Regions from separate parts of the Drosophila melanogaster genome. Here all the other regions are linked to region 2. A link is a contact called in public Hi-C data. All regions are on one chromosome and are shown on one strand. Each heading gives the region's core, a stretch centred on a gene start, on an enhancer-like site or on the middle of the called end of the contact. The rest is flanking DNA. Distances are from core to core; before and after follow the strand shown. Region 1 holds the start of Ranbp16 (Ranbp16,). Region 2 holds the start of hang (hangover). Region 3 holds the start of Tob (Transducer of ERBB2).

Evidence for each region. Hi-C and Micro-C count contacts between places; a contact is called where the count stands out from the background.
Region 1: a contact with region 2 is called in a Hi-C map of the Kc167 cell line, with 3 times the contacts expected there. The contact joins the promoter of Ranbp16 here to the promoter of hang in region 2. A contact is called at or near these places in 3 of 107 Hi-C or Micro-C datasets (the Kc167 cell line, the S2 cell line and pupal leg imaginal disc).
Region 3: a Hi-C map of the Kc167 cell line shows a contact between it and region 2, with 3 times the contacts expected there. The contact joins the promoter of Tob here to the promoter of hang in region 2. A contact is called at or near these places in 2 of 107 Hi-C or Micro-C datasets (the Kc167 cell line and eye imaginal disc).

Annotation. Positions count from the first base shown.
Region 1 is chrX:15,931,433-15,935,331 of dm6, reverse strand. Ranbp16 (Ranbp16,) reads left to right here and starts at 1,657. Exons shown (of 16, transcript NM_001201666.2): 1 at 1,657-1,731; 2 at 1,794-2,189; 3 at 2,253-2,482; 4 at 2,711-2,810; 5 at 2,871-3,086; 6 at 3,142-3,288; 7 at 3,346-3,899. The coding sequence starts at 1,729. It overlaps Stim (Stromal interaction molecule), which reads left to right. Exons shown (of 9, transcript NM_206747.3): 8 at 1-37; 9 at 558-837. The coding sequence ends at 574.
Region 2 is chrX:16,421,175-16,425,343 of dm6, reverse strand. hang (hangover) reads right to left here and starts at 2,513. Exons shown (of 8, transcript NM_167521.3): 1 at 1,717-2,513. The coding sequence starts at 2,064. It overlaps AnxB11 (Annexin B11), which reads left to right and starts at 3,102. Exons shown (of 8, transcript NM_001272689.1): 1 at 3,102-3,563.
Region 3 is chrX:16,089,133-16,093,244 of dm6, reverse strand. It overlaps Tob (Transducer of ERBB2), which reads left to right and starts at 1,750. Exons shown (of 6, transcript NM_001169300.3): 1 at 1,750-2,098. It overlaps CG42353, which reads left to right. Exons shown (of 5, transcript NM_167485.4): 5 at 1-186. It overlaps CG42354, which reads left to right. Exons shown (of 6, transcript NM_001144730.3): 6 at 1-186.

The sequences.
Region 1 (3,899 bases), core at 408-2,907, 490 kb after region 2:
AACAGCACCGAAGACCTGGACGATGAGTCCATACAAGGTAAGCTGAATTTTGAGAACTTTTCGCTGCTTGCCACGGAATAAGGCTTGTGCGCTCGGTCTGTGAGGACAATAAAACCCAGCTCTTCAGAAAAGCATACTACTTGACGAACTAAATAAAATTATAAAACCGCTTATTGAACCCTGAATGAAATCTGTTTTACATTAAGCTACTGTATTAATGAAGGTCATATAACATTATGTGTGTGTATGATATTTTAATCTTTATATTTGTAATATATCCATTTTATTTTTGATGTATACAAAATGTCATCTACTTAATTTTTTGTCAAAAACAACGAATACTATAAAACCATACTGAGTTTTGTACGTAACAATGAACTTATGAATGGTGATCCACTTAGTGGATTATTTAAATAAAGAAATAAAGTATTAATGGGGCCAGTATTGATTTGTTTATCAAATTTCAAAAAACCTTTTTTCGTGGGCAGGCCTTTTGTTTTGTTTAGTTCACTTCTGAAGGCGGAAGCAGCTAAGTTTCTAACATTTCGTGCTTACAGGTTTTGGAATTCCATAACGGACAAAGAATGGCACACTATACTGGTCCTACGAGCCGACTTAACTTCGATCCTCGCCCTTTTTATTTATATTCCGATTAACAAAGCTTATGCCTTGGCATGAGTTTTTAATTGGCAATCAGCTGATCACAGATGCGTATGGATGACTGAAGAACCTCTTGGCGACCAGCAGTATGTTCACCTCACCCGATCCATATTCCGTAGAAAAACATTACTAAATTATTATTGATTTGATTCGAATAAACTTTTAGACTTTACCCCCAACTTCTTTCTCATTGCTTATTCTCTTAAAATTTTTATTGTTTTAAGTTAAATAAAATGAAATGTGATCGATAACAACTGTGAGAATTCTTATGAATTATTGTTTTAGTTCCAACAAAGTGTATATTGTATTCGGTGCATCTCCTCTTTATTATGCGATGCTATAAGCAGAGTGTTTTGGAACGAATGGTATTTTTAATAAATGCGAAACGTTGCAGACCTGCAGTTTTCGCATAATGCAATACTCTCACATCGAACAACTGAAGGGAACGGATGGAATCTTTTGAAAATGTGAAGCTCCAGTTGTTATAAAGTTCTATGTAATTTAAAACAAGAGAGAGTGCTATAGTCGAGTTTCCCGACTATCAGATACCCATTACTCAGCTAGTGTGAATGCGAACGCGAAATTAGATCATTTTTCTTGGATATCGATAGATATTGGGGAATAAAATAAGAAAATCATAAAAATTGTTTCAAAGTGTGGGCGTGAAATTTTTTTGGCCAATCGATAGAAATATTACAAGATTAAAAATGTGAACCGCTTCCTTCTACTTTTCACGAAATCTAGTATTATTAGGCTGGGCTAAACTATTTTAATTTAGCAACCACGTAGTTTTCTGTACTACTTCATCTCACATTCGCCCCAAATTTCAACATATCGACACAAGTCTCGACGTAGCAAATCTTTTGTTTTCCCTTTGGTCGATCAGCAAAGCGCTGATTGCCAACAAAAACTCGCCACCAAGATAATACTCCGTTCCTGCGTCGCAGTTCAACAAGTGCAAGAATACCGCGACTCTTTTAAACTTGGATGCCTTGGTCACACTTGTTTGTTTGTTTCCACAATTTGCAAGTTTATTTTTAAGCGAATTGCGGTGTTCAGCGTTATAGTATGGTATTTAATGCGCCTTGCTGACATAGAGTAAGTACACATAAGCGAATTAATTTCGTTCACAGGATATACAACAACTGGAGGTGCTGTGCAAGCAACTCTACGAAGCCACAGACATCAGAATTCGTTCCGAGGCGGAAAAAGCCCTAGTCACATTCGTAAGCAGCCAGGATGCGCTGCCCAAATGCCAGTTGCTGCTGCAAAGAGCCGATTCCAGCTACGCCCAGTTGCTGGCCGCTTCCACACTTACCAAACTCATTCAGGGATTGAGTCTACAGGAGCGGATCGACATTCGCAGCTATGCCCTCAACTATCTGGCCACTGTGCCGAATCTGCAGCACTTCGTTGTCCAGGCATTGGTCAGTCTGCTGGCGAAGCTCACAAAGTACGGATGGTTCGATTCGTACAAGGAGGAAATGGTCTTCCAAAACCTCTTGGAAGATGTCAAGAAGTTCTTGCAGGTATCCGGCATATTCTTTGTTGTTAAAGAACTATTTCTAACTAGAATGATTAATCGATTCTAGGGCTCCGTTGAGCACTGCACCATTGGCGTCCAAATTCTATCACAACTGGTGTGTGAGATGAACTCAGTTGTCGAGATGGACGTGCAGGTGTCCTTTTCCAAAATGCGCAAAATAGCCACATCTTTTCGGGACCAGCAACTCCTAGAAACCTTTTTGCTATCCTGCTCTCTACTGGTCTCGGCCCGTGATAACAGCAAAAACATAAGCTTCATGGATGAGTCGCAGCAAGCGTGAGTTAACTATGATGTAGTATAATATCCAATGGGTCTGAATAAGATTTGCCATTTAGTCCGTCCGTCCGTCCGTCAGTTGTAATGCATATGCTTAGCAATGCTTAATTTTTAACTAAGCTAAGCAGAAAGGTGACCCACAGCTAATTATAACTTAAAAAGGGCACGATTACTACTCGGCAATGCTTTTACATGATTACTTATTTTTTGTTGTTTTTGTTATTTTAGGTTAATATCACACGTCTTACGTTTAACGAAGAATTGTCTGAGCTTCGACTTCATTGGCAGTTCGACAGATGAATCTGCTGATGATATGAACAACGTTCAGGTATGTACGCAAATGCAACTAATATATTTGGATTCTCTATTAAATTGACCTTGTATGTAGATACCCACAGCTTGGCGTCCTGCATTCTTAGATTCGAACACACTTAAACTCTTTTTTGATTTATATCAAATTTTGCCCAATGGTTTAGCTAGCTACTCCATATCCTGCCTGGTTCAAATTACATCTGTGCGTCGCTCACTTTTTAATAATTCTGAAAGAACAAAATTTCTAACGCACTTGGTCGAAGGAGTCAAAGATATTTTAACAACTCTGCACGTAAGTACTCGTCGAAACGCTATCCTAGACATATTTCGCTAACGATTTCTTACAGGGCTTGAGTGACCCAGATAACTATCACGAGTTCTGCCGTTTGCTGGCTCGCCTTAAGTCTAATTATCAATTGGGTGAACTTATAGCGGTGCCATGTTATCCAGAAGCAATTCAACTGATAGCTAAGTTTACTGTTGAATCCCTGCACGTATGTACATAAATATTGTGGGCCTGGTTAAATCTAACACGAATTTTCTACCCTCAGCTATGGCTTTTTGCACCGAACAGTGTACATTACTTACTCACCCTTTGGCAACGTATGGTTGCGTCTGTACCATATGTTAAGTCGCCGGATCCGCATTTGCTAGGTACTTACACGCCGGAGGTTATTAAGGCGTATATTGAATCGCGCCTGGATGCTGTTCCTGTAATTATCCGTGACAATTTAGATGATCCACTCGACGATTTTTGCATGGTGCAGCAACAGCTGGAACAATTGTCGGTAATCGAAAGGTGCGAGTACAACAAGACGTGTAATCTTCTTGTCCAGCATTTCGATCAGAAGGCCCGAGAGTATGAGAATCTGTTGCAGACACCTAACGCCAATAGCATAGATATTACCATACATGAGCTACAACTAACGTGGTTGGTGTATATAATCGGGTCGGCCATAGTGGGTCGTCTCACCGTCGCGACCAGCGATGAGCATGACACAATGGACGCGGAGCTAGTGATAAGAGTCCTGCAACTGATGACCCTCACCGATGCTCGATTGCCTCAAGCTGGTTGCGAAAAGCTGGAGCTGGCGATACTGAGCTT
Region 2 (4,169 bases), core at 1,264-3,763:
GAACGGAGCAAGAGCAAGAGCCAGCACAGCCAGAGCCAGTGCCAGTGGAAGAGGAAGAGCCAAGAGCAACAGCAAGAGAAGCAGTCGAGCTAGCGACGATGACGACGATGACGCCAACTTATATATGTACAATATACACCACCTCTGTCGGAGCCAACTGGCGTGCCATGGTGTGCGTGTGTCCATGTGGCCATGTTCCCGTGTCTGTGTGAAGAGCAATTGCCATGAAATCGAATCGAAGCCCAGGGAAAAGAACAGAGAATCGCGGCGAAGCAACCGAGCACCATTGGACCCAACCATCTATCCATCCATCCATTGGGGGCACCAAGCAGACCAAGCTGGCGAAGCGGATATGGAATATTGGGGATACACATACTGGATGGAATGCCGGGCAAACCCAGCGGAAAAAACCGGAAAAGCAAGCATGCAAGAGGCCGTAGAAAGAATCAATAAACGAAGCTAGCGAAGCCCCAGTCCAAGTCCTCCTCCTGTTCCGCCTGTTCCGTCTCCGTCACTTCAATTTCCTTGCAAGGATGCGCGCGCGCAAAGAGAGAGCGCCGGCGGAGCAGAGAGCAACTGCTGCCCTCCAAGCGAAATTCCTTGAAAAAGGTACGCAGCAGGCAGCTACAGCGCAAAATTATATGTAATTGGCCTGGGTTTTTGGGTTTTCGGTTTTTCGGTTTTCTGGCCTGGAATCTCTGAATCTCTGTGTGTCCGCCGCACACACACCAACACCGATACAGCCAGGGGCACACAGACGCAGCCAGGCACACTAATACCAAGGCAACAACGGCGGCGGCGGCGGCAACGACGGCGCGCTCATCGGGCTTTATGCTTTGTGCTGGTCATTCGCAGCTGCTCTCGCAATCGAGAAGTGGAGGATGAAAAGGAGAACGAGGAAACGGATGAGCCGCTGGAGGAAGAAGAGGAGCAAGCGGAGCAGGCTGTAGATTTTTGGAAAGGAAGCAGGATCAGTTCTAACCTCAAAGCGGGAAGGCAATGAAAGCAATGGAATCGAAGAAGGAGGAGTAGCAAAAGTGTAGAGTTCAAGTTTGATTATGAGCTAAAGATTGTGGTCGTGATTGGATTTCAGCCAGAATGGAGCTCCAATTCTACTCCTCCGTCTCCTCTTTCTCCTACACCCATTCTCTTCCACTCCCACTGCATCGTGACTTGGCAGTGGAAACATTGGAAACCCAAAACCTAGCCACACACCCATACCAAAGCAGATGAGGAGTAGGAGGCGGAGTTTGGCTGGTTTTCGGTTCGTTCGTTTTTTTTTTTTTTGTTTGCTTGGTTTTTCGTTTTTGGATGTGGCTGGCCATCATCTTTGGTTGCTTGCACAATCCCCCTTCGATGGGTCTTGAACTCCGGGGCCCAATGCCCACTGCCCAATGGTTACTCGGCATCATCCGTAACCTCACTTTTCCATTCTGTCCAGCGAACGGGTGTGGCCACCGCCTCATCCTTCCACTGACCATTTGGGATCTGTGTGTATAACTGTTAATGGTGTCCAACCACCAGAGCACCGGAGTGCCAGAGCACCCAAGAGAGCGTTCAGTGAGAGCGGCGGACTCGGACTCGGAATCGGAGACCCGGGATGACGACACCGACGGCAGCAATGGCGATGGCAACAGCCGGATTATGTATATACCCGCATCCGCATCCGCACCCGTGCCCATGCCCACACCCATACCCATACCCATAACCACTCACCTTGATGCCGACGCAGTTGTGGATCTTGGTGGACAGCGGCTCCTTGTCGGCCGCATAGCTATTGATGATCGAGATGCATTCGGTTTGTGGGGCGATGCACAGGCGACAGCAGTTTTGTCGCGCCGACCGTTCGCTGTTGCTGTTTCTCGCCGATGTTGCTGTTGCTGCTGTTGGAATGGCCGCTTCAGGGGATGTGGTTCCCGCTGACGCAGTGGCTACCGTCGTCGTTGTCGTTCCAGGCTGTGTCGCTGTGGCCTCCAATGCTACCGATGCTGTTGTTGTTGCGACGGCTGCTGCTACTGCTGCTGTTGTTGTTGTTGTCGCTGTTGCCGCCGCAGCGTCGCACATTTTGTCGCTTTTGTATTGGTCGCCCTCTCGCTCTCTTCTTTGCCGCTTGCTTCTACTTCTCGGTTGAATTTGTTTTTGGGTTTGGTTTTTTGCACGTTTTCACTTTTGTTTCGGTCTGCGTCCGTTCGCAATCGTTCCACACCATCCACATCCACTACTACAATATACTACTATGTGCTATATTATCCGCTCTCCGACGGAAACGACCACGCCGCTCGCGTTTCCCACTTTTCGCACATTGTTCGCACTGGTTCTTTTACTTATTTCGTTGCCATTGATCCTTTGCTGATTCGCAATTTGGAGTTTCGCTCTTGGGTTTCCTTTATCTTCGCCTATTTTTCCACTTCGCTTTTGTTTGGAGGAGTCGCACTGGAAAAAAAATGACCGCTACACTGGGACTGCGAATTGCCGTGGCGTATCTGCGACTGTAAACGGGAAAATGATTTCTGGCGAAAAAAGGTCGTTTTTGGCTAGAGATGGGCACGCCGGGCGAAGCCTGGACCTTACTATCGCTATCGCTTGTGGCAGACGCATGCGTGGTCACACTTACCACTGTACGGCGGTTTTTCTTAGCGGTCGCATACCCGGTCACTCTGGGAAATAACCATCAAAGAAGCCATTTTAATTCGATAAGTCGATCTCTTTGACTTTTTATATCGCGGCTATATAGAATTTCAAAATAAAAGTATGAAAAACTCCACATAAAGATTGTACAAAGATTCTCTATAAAGTGAATCATAAAATTTACTGCATTGAACGTACTTTAGCTTAAATTTCCGTTGATTTCTTATTGGGAAATTAGGTATGTTAAGAGATTTGAATTAAGCAACTACAAAAGTGAATTCTGAAAACTGATTTCCAAATTAAAGAAAATAATGTTTTAATATTGCAGTTACTTCGCAGTTATACCGGGAACATACGAAATTGTGAATGCACCGGCTACTCGATAGCCACCGATATTCCGATTGGAAAGGGCACAGCTATCGACTAGAATCGAGTAATCAAAGTAACAACAGGTTGTTGTCCCGCCCTGGCGGTAAGTCAGTTGATAAATTCACTTCGGCATTACAAAATACCCGCAGAGTGCCAACATCGCGTTTGCCGATACTTAAAGTAATTAAAAGCGTTATAATTGTGCCGTTCTTTATGGTGTATTTGTTTTCGCGCAACATGCGTGTTCTTATTGCTGTTTAACACGTTTCCCTGAAGTGTAGACTTGTGAAATCTTTACTTTAAGTCTCTGCTCCCAAATATTCTCCAAGACAGACGTATTTGTGTGCCTGTGTGTGTATCTGCCGAGAAGAAATACATATATCGTACGACTGGTGGCGGGGTAACCAGCGATAGAAACTTTCGTTTGATATCTTCAGATACAAAGATACAATTGTATCTCGAAATGCAACTACTCACACACACGCACGCACGCACACCGGCACTGACACGTGTTGATGTGCTGCACTTGTGTGCGTTTTACCCATCTGTTGATTGCGACCTTGCTAGTAAATAATTACCATCTAATAAATTATGATACAATAGGAATAGATGCGCCCACCTATGTATCTAATTATGTAGGGGCGTGCACATAAGGCCCATTTTTATGCCTAAATGCCAATCTTCTGACCTATCTATCTATCTCATGTGCGCTTTTAATAGGTTATACTTAAATGAAAGCGATCGAACTTATACTTTTCCCGGAATCCGGGACCATTTCAAAGAATTTCAAGATAAGCGCACTCAAAGTTGTAAGCGATTATTGTCTTATTTTTAGTGGTATTTACGCAAAGTTGTTCGAATTTACTGTGCCAAAATCATAAGTAAAGAAATATATAAAAAGTACAACAACTAATTGCAAAATGAAGCATCAAAATTGTATTTCGCAAATGTTCGAAATATCTTTTCGGCTCTATGTAACTATGAATCCAAAATTCACAGGAATTTTACTTCTGATCCATTTGTAAAAGCATGACTCAATTAGTATACATAGATACTTAGATACATAGATACTTATGTATGCGCACGGGTAGACTTTGTTGACGTGGGTTTGAGTGTAAGATGAATCATCTCGGAGTGAGCAAATGCGTTCTGTTGCCTTGAAAACGGCCCTT
Region 3 (4,112 bases), core at 501-3,000, 330 kb after region 2:
ACCATATTAGGTATTCCTGGAAAGCCAATTTAAAAAAAAGAAATCCTATAAAACTGATAAAAATCGAAAATGTAAAGGAAATCCATATTTTTGTATGCATGTTCGTTCAAAATCTAAGCGTATATATTAATAAATGTATAAATGTGTACCCCAAATGTTTTGCGATGAAATAAATAAAAATCCTTCAATTTCATTTAGTACTTCTTTATCTACCAAACATTGAAAAGGTTTTCACCATTCTTGATTTAAATATTTGAAAAAAGGGAAAGTAAGAGTATCACAATATTTCTTACTATTCACGACGAATATACATGCACATACATATGTACATACACAGGTGTGACCTTTCACCTTTTTGTTCGAGCTAGGTCCACTCTAATGTACATATACATATTACCTCTGGGTGTATGTACGCATATGTTACGTGCTCATGCACTTTCATTTCTTGTCCCAGTTTTCGGAAAAGGGAAAAGGGGGGGAGGGGTCCGAGCCAAAGCCCAAAGAGAGCGACTCGTTTTGTCGGCCAGAGTGGTGGAAGAGGAGGAGGAGGGGGGGGGCTGTACTAAAACTGTGCCACGGAAGGATATGCACTCATTGCGCAAGCCCTTCTAGGCTCGATTTTACTACGAGCACAACCAACACACGCCCACACACTCCTCCAATCGTCCAGTCACGCGCAAAATTATTCAGGGCATCCGAGCGATGTAAAAGCAAGGTGAAGTTTAAATACCTTAACAATCGCAAATCCATATTGAGAACTATCAAAATAACTAATATTTACTTAGCTAGGATTTCCACAAAGTAGGCATTATGATTTCACACGATGATCTTATGAGGTTTAGTTACTATTAATATATAACATAACTTTTTCAGAATATCATATTGATATTGCAAATTTAAGTTAGACTATGATTTATAAATAAACTATATTTAAAATGACTAAAATAAAACTACAACAAAGCAAGAAAGTAAAAGTTTTCAAAAGCTTTAAACTGATATTTTAAATATTTCAATCCTAACTTGCTTTTAACTAAAGTATATCATGTTTATGTCGACACTTTTCCCAAACCAATATGGGATGTATATATTTACATCGGTTGCTAAATTGAAGGTAACAAATTTTAGTCATATTACCACCTTTTCGGATATAATTTTGTCCAGGGAAAAGCACCCACACAAAAATATGATGAGTGCAAGCAGTGCTGCCAATTTTTTTCAAGAACAATTTTTTTTTTTGCCAGTCGAATCTCATATACCCTTGCAGTAAATATAAATTTAAAAAACTGGTCTATAAAAAAGTCAAAACAATTTATCAAAACAAAAATTGATTAAAAACAACAAAACTATGATTTCTTGTTTAATATTTTCAATTATATTTCCGTCTGTTTGGTGTTGGGCTCTTGGACAGTTAGAATTACCGGTGCCCGCTTAAATATTTATTTTATTTTAAGCAATCCACCATAGACGGGAAAAAAGCTAAATTGACAACCGTGGGTGCAAGTACCAGACAGAGAGAGAGAGATAGGGAGAGGGAAAGAGAGAGGAAGAGAGAGAGTGGGAAGCCGAACCGAGTTTAGAACATTTAGCTTCGTGAGTGATTCGTGCGTAGTGCCGAATAAGACCAACACGGTGGTGAAGGTGGGGGTGCTGGTGCCGAAGTGTGCGTGTGCACTTGTTTGTTGTTGGTTCACTGAGGCCCGTTCGCGCGTCAATTCAGTCTCAGTTACTAAACCGATTTCAAGAACTACGGACGCTTCGCTCGGCCCTTGCTAAGTGGCGTGTGCTACAATTAAGTAACGGGCAGAGACATTTCACAACAACAACAAAAAATAGGAAAATAGAATACAACAAGAAATACAAAACCAAAAACCATCAAAATCCCAATAAAACCAAACCACATTAAACAAGAAAATAATAAATAGACATCCGAGCACATATACCCACGCAAAAGTAAAACAATAGCATACTAGTTGGTACAACTGGGGTATTTTATACATAACTCGCTAAATCCTTCGTTTAATACAACGACCACCAGGAGGAAACAACCAAAAACTACAGTAAATCGGAAACAAGAAATAACCATCAGCAAACTGCACCGGTAGTTAAAAAAAAAAAACAAATAAATGTTGAATTACAATTTTTTATCTATTTTGTTCGAAAAAAATATTGCAATATATTTGTGTACTTGTGTGTGCTGTGCAAAAATTGAGAAAGCAGCGAACTATCCCCCACTACACATACATCTATCTAGCCCCCACAGAAAATACAATAACAATGATTGTGATATAAAAAAAAAAAGAAACGAAAAAAAAAGAAAACAAAAAAGGAGATGGAGCATCGCTTCTCTCACTTTCGCTCGGCTGTTTTCATACTTCTTGTTTTGTTGTCGTTAGTTATGGCGCTCACTAGAGCACTGGGCTTTTCAGCGCCGAAAGGGACAGCTGTTCTTCAATAAATTTGGGTAGAGAGAGAGCTCGACTCCAGGGAACGAACTATAACTCCCTTTCCTATGCATTCAAACTTTCGTAGCTCAAAAGATGAAAGAGCAAACCGAAGGGTGCACAAGATTTGAATACCCAAAGCTTTTACAGTAGGGTACTTTAGTTGGCTTGAGCTCAGATTATTAAATACTATATATGGATATTGATTTGTTAAGAAGTTTGATGTAAATACAAATCGATCTATCTTAATCTAGCATATCCCAATTTGTTGTCGTAATTCGTGCTTAAAAGCTATAGCTAGCAGCTGATATTTGCGTTAGCAAGCTCCAAATACAGTACGCATTCTTTAACTTGACCATTTCACAATTCTGTTCAATAAATAATTCAGAGTACATGTCGATACCTCATGTTATCAGTGTTATGAAAATTTCATCCCACTATATATAACTTTGACACCTCTGAAAATGTTCGTGCTAGACAGGTTCCACTGTACTTTCTGCACAGTCTTCTATAGTTGTGTTGCACAACAAAAGACGAATTTTATAATAGTACATGTGTGCGATTTCATTTGCGCAAGCTTTTGTTTTTTTTTTATTTATTTATTCATCTGAAACAACATCGATGATTCGATAGCAATTGTTGCAAGTTTGAGAGCATAGTGACCACCGACTGCAGCTGCTTTTGCATTTCTGCCAAAGAACGAATGAAATGAAATAATTTTCGACCAAACCAAAAAACGAACTTGTGCCAGACAAATACTATCGCGTCAGAAGACCATCATTTGGCATTTTGTCGCGGTGTTCGTCGCAAGCTTATTGTATCTACTTGCATGCATACAGGGAAAAAATAGTATTCAAAAAAAAAAAAAAAAAAATTATATTGTGTACTGTACACACTCAAATGTGTATTGTATAGACAGACATTCCGGCATGGCAGTGTATTTGTCATTTCAATTTTCGTGTGTGCTCAGATAAACGAACGAGAATCATGTGCCTAATATTGTTTTTTTTTTTTTTATTTGTTGTTTGCTGTTGTGAGGTAAAATGTCCCAACATCTTACGAACAGCTGACTGTGTTTATGTGTCCTCATATGATTATGTTGCGTTATGCTTCAAATTTTGGCAAGTGAAGTGCATGGGTGAACATAAAAAAAAATAATAATAATACAGCAACAAAATTAAGAGGAAGTGAGAAAATGCCAATAGTTCAGGCACACAAACTCATACGCAGTTTGTCGGTCGGTCAGCTGTTTTGTGTTGTCTTGAGCACCAGGGTCTCTCATTTTTCTATTTTTTTTTTCTTGTTGTTCCCCCACTCTCTATCTCTCTTTTCCTCTCTCTCTCTCTATCTCTCTCTCGCCGTTGAAATTATACCCCTGCGCCAGTCGGGGAAAAATTAGAGCAACGCTTGCTCCACAACGCTCGATAAAACTGCGGGAAAGAAGGCTGCAAAGCAATAACTAAAAATAATTTGTGATGATCTTGTAAATTGAAGTACTGCACAATGTCTACAATCCACAAGTTTCGAATGCACAATATAACGTGTGAGTGTGATTTTACCACTAAGCGCTGCAAGGAAATTCCCCTAAAGCTGGTTATGCAATGTATTGAAAATCGTAGAGCATTTCTCTTTTGTTTGTTGTCGATAAAAATATACCTATCTAGTGCGATA